Linked DNA regions of Sus scrofa: region 2 is linked to region 1. Evidence: chromatin contacts called from public Hi-C data. All regions are on one chromosome and are shown on one strand. The core of a region is the stretch at or near the end of the contact, and the rest is flanking DNA. Distances in the headings are between cores, read along the strand shown.

What was found. Hi-C and Micro-C count contacts between places; a contact is called where the count stands out from the background.
Region 2: a contact with region 1 is called in a Hi-C map of alveolar macrophages, with 1.7 times the contacts expected there. The contact joins two enhancer-like sites. A contact is called at or near these places in 2 of 47 Hi-C or Micro-C datasets (alveolar macrophages and liver) and 1 of 2 datasets of contacts at active chromatin or transcription factors (skeletal muscle).

The regions. Positions count from the first base shown.
Region 1 is chr6:153,425,182-153,429,145 of Sscrofa11.1, forward strand. No RefSeq gene overlaps it. Among named protein-coding and RNA genes, the nearest start is that of FGGY, 210 kb to the left of the region's middle. Within about 2 kb of position 1,805, at least 28 of the 83 cell types and tissues checked have an H3K27ac peak or open chromatin away from gene starts, as enhancers often do. A contact at or near this core is called in alveolar macrophages, where this site is marked.
Region 2 is chr6:153,580,866-153,584,829 of Sscrofa11.1, forward strand. No RefSeq gene overlaps it. Among named protein-coding and RNA genes, the nearest start is that of JUN, 100 kb to the right of the region's middle. Within about 2 kb of position 2,101, at least 16 of the 83 cell types and tissues checked have an H3K27ac peak or open chromatin away from gene starts, as enhancers often do. A contact at or near this core is called in alveolar macrophages, where this site is marked.

The DNA of each region.
Region 1 (3,964 bases), core at 555-3,054:
CGCTATTGAGTGCTGCTTCTGTGGTAGACATTAAGTTACGCATCAATATTTCCTTAAACATGGTAACCCCATGGCGCAGGTATTACTATATCCATCTTGAAGATTAGCAAACTGAAAATGGAGAAGTCCATAAACTAACCCAAGATCATAGGTAGAGCTGGGGTCCAAGGCTGGACCATGCAGTAACCACTGCCTGGTGTCTCCAGGTTACTGACTCTCAGACCAGCTTGTTGCTGACTGTGGAAGCTGCCTCAGCCCTCCCCCGTGCAAGGGGAGTGTGTCTCCATTATTGCTGGGGATAAGCAAGCCCTGGCCTTGGAAGGGCTAATTATGACAGTAGCCAGAGATGCCTTACAAAGCTGCCAGACAGCAGCAGGCAGAGCACTGGGAAGCTGTGCAAGCAGGTCTGCCTGCTGCCCTCTCCTCCTCCTCCTCTTCTCTCCCAAACCCACCACACACAGTGCCCTCCCTTGCTGTTGTGACTCTATCCCTATCACTTTCCTAGAGCTAGCCATCTTCAGCACTGCATCCTTGGCAGATCATTAGAGAACACCAGCCTTGGTGGTGCAGGGTTATAAACAGAGCAAGGGCTGAGGCGTCAGGAAGGTCTGGGTTCTAGTCCTTCATGAATTTATCCTCCAAGGGAGCTGCATGACTTGGGCGAGTTACTCAACCTTTTGTGAATAGGATAATTGTACCTGACTTGTAACATTAGACTCAATAGAAAACATACCTTGAAGGTCTCCCCCATCCCCCACTCAATCCAAGCCATTGTCGTTTTCTCTGGGATTATCCCAGGAGCTTCCTAACCAGCCTTCTCATCCCCTCCCTTGTTCCATTGCAAAATTGCCATGTTGTACCCAGGAGTCATCTTTTTAAAACATGACTCTGATCATTAGAGCTCCTGGCACTCCCCCAATATTAGCAATAAATTAACACCAAAAATTTCTCATTGTTGCTAGGATAAACCCCCATTTCTGTCATGTAAGGGCCTTGGTGATCTGGCCCCTGCCTACTTCTCCACTCACTGACCCCCCTTTCCAAACTCTTCTGCAACCCCAAACTCCCTTCTGTCATTGCCTCCCAAGCAGAGGCTCTTTCCTGCCTCAGGGACCTCTCAACTGCTGTTCCAGCCCCCTGGGACTCCCTTTTCCCTCTCTTCACCCGCTAACACCTCTTTATCCTTTAAGTCTCAACTTGCCTTCCTAAGAGAGGCCTTCCCTGAATGCTCTGTTTACATCCAGCCCCTTTCACAGTGTCATGCTGTTCTTCCACAAGGAAGATTATGTGATTCCTTGTTCAACGTCTGTCTCCTCCCATAGGCGGAGAGCAAAGAGTGTGTCTCTGTGTTCCTTTCTACCTATCCCCGGGGTGCCTGGGACAAAGCTGGTACTCAAGAAACACCTGGTGTCTGAAGGGATGAATGTTATGTGTAAATTAGCACAGGTATCGCACACATGGCACACCTTTAACAGATCTTTGTAGCCACACACACCCCCCTCCTCCCCATCCTGGTGGACCCACCAGAGCACAGCGCTCAGCAGTGGGCACAGTCTCTCCCTCATCCCAACTCCCCTACCCTGTGGGGCTGGCTGGGTGCAAAGCCCCCAAGGCCAACGGCAGGCCCTGCCACCACAGAGAGCAGGGGCTGTCTGTCAAGAATGGGGCCGGCCGCTGGGGAGCAAGCCCCTTGGGTCCTCATCAGCCAACCCTCCCTAACCTTTCTTCCCCACTGCAGAGAGCAGTCCCGCCGCAGCCAATGCACGTTGAACTGGGGCTTGTTTTGTTGTATGTGCTGCTAGGCAACTGGCCTGTTTTTGCTTATTTACCTCCCTTGGGCCATTTCACAACACTCTGTAATAGGCCCTCCTCTCTCGGGCACACATCTGGTTTGGGTTTAGCCTGTCAGAGCCCCCTCTGCACAGAGCTAGTACTTTCCCTGAGTCACTGAGAGGGACCCCATGCTCTGGCTGCCCAGCCTTGGTACTGGTGGACCAGCCAGACCCTGCCCTTCACTCATCCAGCCTTGAGTCCCTCTCCCCTGGAACCTCCTCCTCCTTGTTTTCAGCAGTGTACACATTTCAGTCTGAAGGTGGAGGGAGAACCTGTGAGAAGGAAAAGAATGAGGGGGCTTCAAGGTCTGTTAGAGCAGGAAGTTTTTTATTTTGTGTGTGTGTGTGTGTGTGTGTGTGTGTGTGTGTGTGTGTGTGTGTGTGTTTAGGACCGCACTCAGGGCATATGGAGGGTCCCAGGCTAGGGGTTGAATCAGAGCTGTAGCCGCCTTCCTATGTCACAGCCACAGCAACGCGGGATCCAAGCTGGGTCTGCGACCTTTACCACAGCTCAGGGCAACACCAGATTCTTAACCCACTGAACGAGGCCAGGGATTGAATCTGTGTCCTCATGGATACTTATCAGATCCATATCCACTGAGCCAGGATGGGAACTCCTAGAGCAGGAATTTTAGAGACAGTGAAGTCTGAGCTGCCTCCAGCCACTCCTCTCCCCTCCCCCACCCATCGACTTACCCCAGGGGTCACAGCCAGACAGGGGCAGGCCCAGGACCAGGTTCTGGGGCATCTCCTCCCTTACCCTGAAGCCCTCCCACAAAGATCACCTTGGAGGGAGAGAATGGGTTAAATTGGGTGTTATTAGGTATGAAAGAAACAGAAGGTTTACCCCCTCTCTCTCCATCATGCCCCATTTATGGAGGGGTTTCTCCAAAGGACCAAGAGTGTTGGAGCTTTAGTAGATGTCACTTTAGAAAGTTCCCAATTTCTTTACCTACCTGCAGAGGACGTATTAGGGAGGGGACAGGGACAGGTCAATCAAGAAGGGTTGGGAGCAAACACAGGGCACCCTCTTCTGTGCCTTCCCTCCTAGTGTTCTGGCAAACACATCACCCCCAGAGCAAAACCCCAGGTTCTGACATGGCTTACAAGATTCTACAAGACCTGGCCTTGCTATCTCTCTGACCTCATCCTCCCCTCCCCTGCCCTTGTACATTCAGCCACAGTGATTGGTGCCAAGAAAGAGCTAGAAGGCTTCCTTGGTGTGGAAACAGCCAGCCGCTGGGCAGAGCTGACTGAGCACAGCAAGAACTGGGTTTCTCACCCACTTTCTCTCTAAGCCAGGTCCCACTGGGCAGAGAACCAAATGCTCAGAGTTGCTCAAACACGCAAACTGTTTCATTTTTCTCTGCAGCACTTACCTGCTTCTGACATAGGGTTACATTTTTTATTTGCTATCAGTCTTTGTCGGCTAGAATGTAAGCTCCTTGCGGGCAGGGTCTTTGTTCTGTTCATGGTTGCGTCTTTGTACCTAGAACAGTTATATATGAAGACTAGCCTCAATGAGGATTTGTTTGAATGAATGAATGAGTCGATGTTTCCTCCTAACTTGTTCACGTGGCGATATTTCTTTACACCTCCTTCTCACCTGCAAGATGAAATGCTGTCTGAAGGCCCTGCTCTCTATCCCAGCTCACTGGGACATTGCCCATCTCAGAACTTTTGGAGCACGTGCTGTCCCTCTGCCGGGAATGCCCCTCCTGGTCCAGCTCTGCATCTCCTGGCGGGGTGTGACCTAATAGCTTGCAGTGCTGGGATGAACTTCTTGGCAGTATCTGGCTACCTGTCTGCAGTTGGCCATCATGAGGACAATTACTTGCTGGGCTGCTCCATGTTAATCAGTGAGGAATAAGGGGACCAAGTGACCAGCCGAGCAGCAACTGAGCAGCAGTCCCTGGTCTCTGTCCGCTAAGGTTTTCTCTGATTCTTTTTCAGGTTGACTTTGTCTGTTGTTGACCTTATAGAGGGCTCTCTTGTGGCACAAGGGTACAGAGTGAGATGTAAAATAGAACTCCTGATTTGTCTTTCTCCTCAGTCCTTCACCTTCCCCATTGACCCCCAGTGAATGGCAACACCATCTATTCCATTTCTGCTGGCAAAAACTCAGGACTTTG
Region 2 (3,964 bases), core at 851-3,350, 160 kb after region 1:
CCAGGGAACTCCAGCATTAGTTGTTTAGTACTGGTCTCAGCCACCTCAGCCACCTGAAAACAGAGGGCAGCCCAGGTCAGGTCTCCAGTTTTAAGGACTCAGGCTCCGGGCAGAGACATCCGAGGTTCTAGACTCATCCCTCCTCTTCCGTCCTCTCCAACACTACAGGGATTTGGTTTCAAGGTTTGGAGCCTGGCGGGGTGACCTTCTCACGCACCCTGAAGCAGAATACCCAGGCTGGGAGGATGTGTGGGGCCAGGGGCCAGGGACTGGGCAATGCTTGATAAACATGCTGCCATTTAGAATCAGAAAGCCTTGAATTCAAGTCCTGCCTCACCTACTCAGGTTTTTGTGGTCCTGGGTGAGTCAGAGAACCTCTCTGAGCCTTGCTTTCCTCATCACTTCTTTCTACCTACCAAGTTATGCACTGAGTGAAGTAATGAAGGCAGGAGATCTGTAAAATACCCTAAGAATGGGAAACTTCCTTCTTTTCTTTTTCTTTTTCTTTTTTTTAAGGATTGCACTTGCAGCATGTGGAAGTTCTCAGGCGAGGGATCAAAAGGAGCTGAAGCTGCCAGCCTACACCACAGCCACAGCAATGACAGATCCGAGCCACGTCTGCAACCTACATCACAGCTCATGGCCATGCCGGATCCTTAACTCACTGAGGGAGGCCAGGGATCGAATCCACATCCTCATGAATCAGGTTCATTACCACTGAGCCACAATGGGAACTCCAAGAACGGGAAACTTCTAATAGTCGGGGGTTGGCTTTCTTTTTCCTCTGCCTCTTCACGAAGACAGTATTTAGATCGAGGTAGGTAGCTGCTTTTGAATCTATACAAACAGATGTTGCACTGTTTGGAAACATTCTCCAGAAGTCTAGAAATGAAAAGACTCTGTACCCCCAGAGACACCCTGAAAGAGTTCTCTGGTGGAAGAGGGAAGGGGAAGGAGAGAAAGAGGAAGCATTCCATATATCCTAAATATTATGACAGTCACTTTCTTTTTTTTTTTTTTTTTTGTCTTTTTTTTGGTTGTTGTTGCTATTTCTTGGGCCGCTCCCGCGGCATATGGAGGTTCCCAGGCTAGGGGTCCAATCGGAGCTGTAGCCACCGGCCTACGCCAGAGCCACAGCAACGCGGGATCGAGCCGAGTCTGCACCCTACACCACAGCTCACGGCAACGCCGGATCGTTAACCCACTGAGCAAGGGCAGGGATCGAACCCGCAACCTCATGGTTCCTAGTCGGATTCGTTAACCACTGCGCCACGACGGGAACTCCTATGACAGTCACTTTCATACAGAGTGAGGGTGAGGATGATGGTGGCTAACTTTATTGACAGATACAGTTCTGAGTGCCTTATACATATTAACCCCATTTTGCAGAGGAGGAAACTGAAGTACTGAAAAGGCAAAATAAATCAAAGGTCACCCTGCACTGAGGTTCAAGTCCCAGCAGTCTGAGTCCTGGGGCCATGTGTGTGACCATCCCACTGCACTGCTCCCATAGCCCGCAGGCTATTGGATCCTCATGGACCCCATGGGCATCCTTCAGATGGGAAACTGGGGCTCTGAAAGCTGGGTAACTCGCAAGAGGTCACACAAAGAAAGATGGGATGTTTCTTTTGCTCTTCAAAATTACTTCCTTCTTTTTTACTGGTAGAAAGACCATCGAGCATGAGTCCAAATGTAGCTTCCTATTATATCTTTGCTTGAGTCCCCTTTTCCGCGGTGGGTCAGGCAGAAGAAATCTACTAGAAAACCTCTAGAAAAAAGCATCTAGCCCGAGCGTGGCATGTAGCAGAGGGGGCTGGTAGGCCTACTCTCCCAACTTCCTCACCTCTTCTCTTCCTCCGGAAAAGAAATGAGGTCCTTCCGCTTACCAGGATGACAACGCCATTCCCTTTTGTGTCCTGGTTCTGCGTGCTTTTGAACAAGTTCCAGTTTGACTATGATAATCTAAAAATGTGGAACCAGACCTTAACCTTGCAGTCCAGCTCCAGGCTGACCAAGGAGGAAGTGCAATGTCACCTTGTTATTTGACACTACCCTCCTAGTGATACAACCAGAGTTTACATTCTTTCTTTTGGCAGCCACCATACGCTGCTGACTCACGACTCTCTCAGGTCCCAAGTTCCTGTCTATTGCCCTCTCTTCTACTTGGCCTGATGTCTCAAGACTTCTCCCATTGGTGTTATGCTGGGATTCACCAGGGATTCTTGCAGCCAGTAGCTCTCAGACTAGGGGCTAATCTACACCCTCAACTATCAGCCTTCGTCTTTGGATCCTCCAGGGGGATACTCTCTGACTCTGCCAGGGGAACAATGGACAGAGGGATATTTCATATACAGTTAGAGCAGTAAGTGATCGGAAAACATCCCTGGCCAGGAGGGAACACTGCTGTGGTCTTGTGTGGGTTCACTTCCCAGAGTTTGGGAGCCATGATTTATTCATGCATACATGCACATTAAAGTAATGGTGGGGGTAATTCCAAGGGGCGTTGTTGGGAAGACGGTGATAGCTGGGTGGGTGCAGAAGGCTGGAGGGGGGGGGGGGGGCTGATCAACTGGAATCAATGCAGGCCAAAAAAAAAAAAAAAAAAAAAAAAAAAAAAAAAAAAAAAAAAAAAAAAAAAAATGGGTAATCAAGCTGAAATATAGGCCGGATTCAAAGCCACTTAGCACCTTTGTGACTTCAGGCCAAGACCCCACTTTTTTTTTTTTTTTTTTTTTTTGTCTTTTTAGGGCCACACCCACGGCATATGGAGGCTCCCAGGATAGGGGTCGAATTGGAGCTGTAGCCGCTGGCCTATGCCACAGCCACAGCAACACCAAACCTGAGCCGAGTCTGCAACCTGCACCACAGCTCACAGTAACGCGGGATCTTTAACCCCCTGAGCAGGGCCAGGGATGGAACTCACATCCTCATGGATACTAGCCAGATTCGTTTCTGCTGAGCCAAGATGAGAACTCCTAAGACCCAACATTTTAAAGCCTCAGTTTCTCTCTGAAACCTGGAGCAATCGGAGTGCTTACTTCATCATGACGTTGAGAGGATGAAAAAAGAAAGCATCAAAATTTCACTGGCATCAGTATTTCACTGGCACAAAGGGAGGGTTCAGCATTTGTGATGATCTCTGCCTGCCCTTGCTCTCCCATTCAAGCATTTATTCAGTAAGTACTCACCAACAGTCTTGAGAGGGTACAGTGAAAGAAACACAGATACAAGTAAAGGCCTAAGTGCAGGATTGGGCTCTGGTGGATAAAGATGCTTCCAGGGACCAGCCAAATGCTTTACGGGAGATTTGCTCTAGTTCTGGCTTTAGACTGCTGGACACTCCAGCCACTTCAACCCACCCCAATATACACATTATCTTTTCTGCACCATGTGTGAGTTTGAAATTTCTCAGATTACTCTCAAAGTGACCTTGGGCAAATCCCATAACTCATCTCAGCCCCTGGCACATATGTAACAGATATGTGAATATGCACAGCACCCAAGTTTTGTAGTAGAGGTGAGAAGCCAAGCCCGCACTTGGCTGATACCCCAGAACTTTGAGCTGCGTTCCTCCCACCACTCCCTCTGCCTGCCAATCCTCTATTACTATGTGCCAAGCTTGGGCTTGAGGCTAGTTGGTCAACAGACTCATGAGAAGTTAGCCCTGCCCATAGAGAGCTTAAAGTTTGCAGGGGGGATGGAGGGCGCTCAACATGTGCACCTCCAGCCCTAATAGAGAGAGGGCTAAGGACTGTGATGGAATTACGTACAATGCAATGTAGGAATGCCAGGAAGGGCAAATCCCTTCATGGCCCTCAGTTTCTTCATCTGTCAAATGGGTGTAATTCGTTTCCACCTCCCATGAGATGACTTAAGGGAGTTAGTAAATGTGAAAGTATCTGTTGGAAAGTTTAGTTCTGTGCCAGTGTTTCTATTTATTTCCCTATTTCTCCATTAGAAGTCA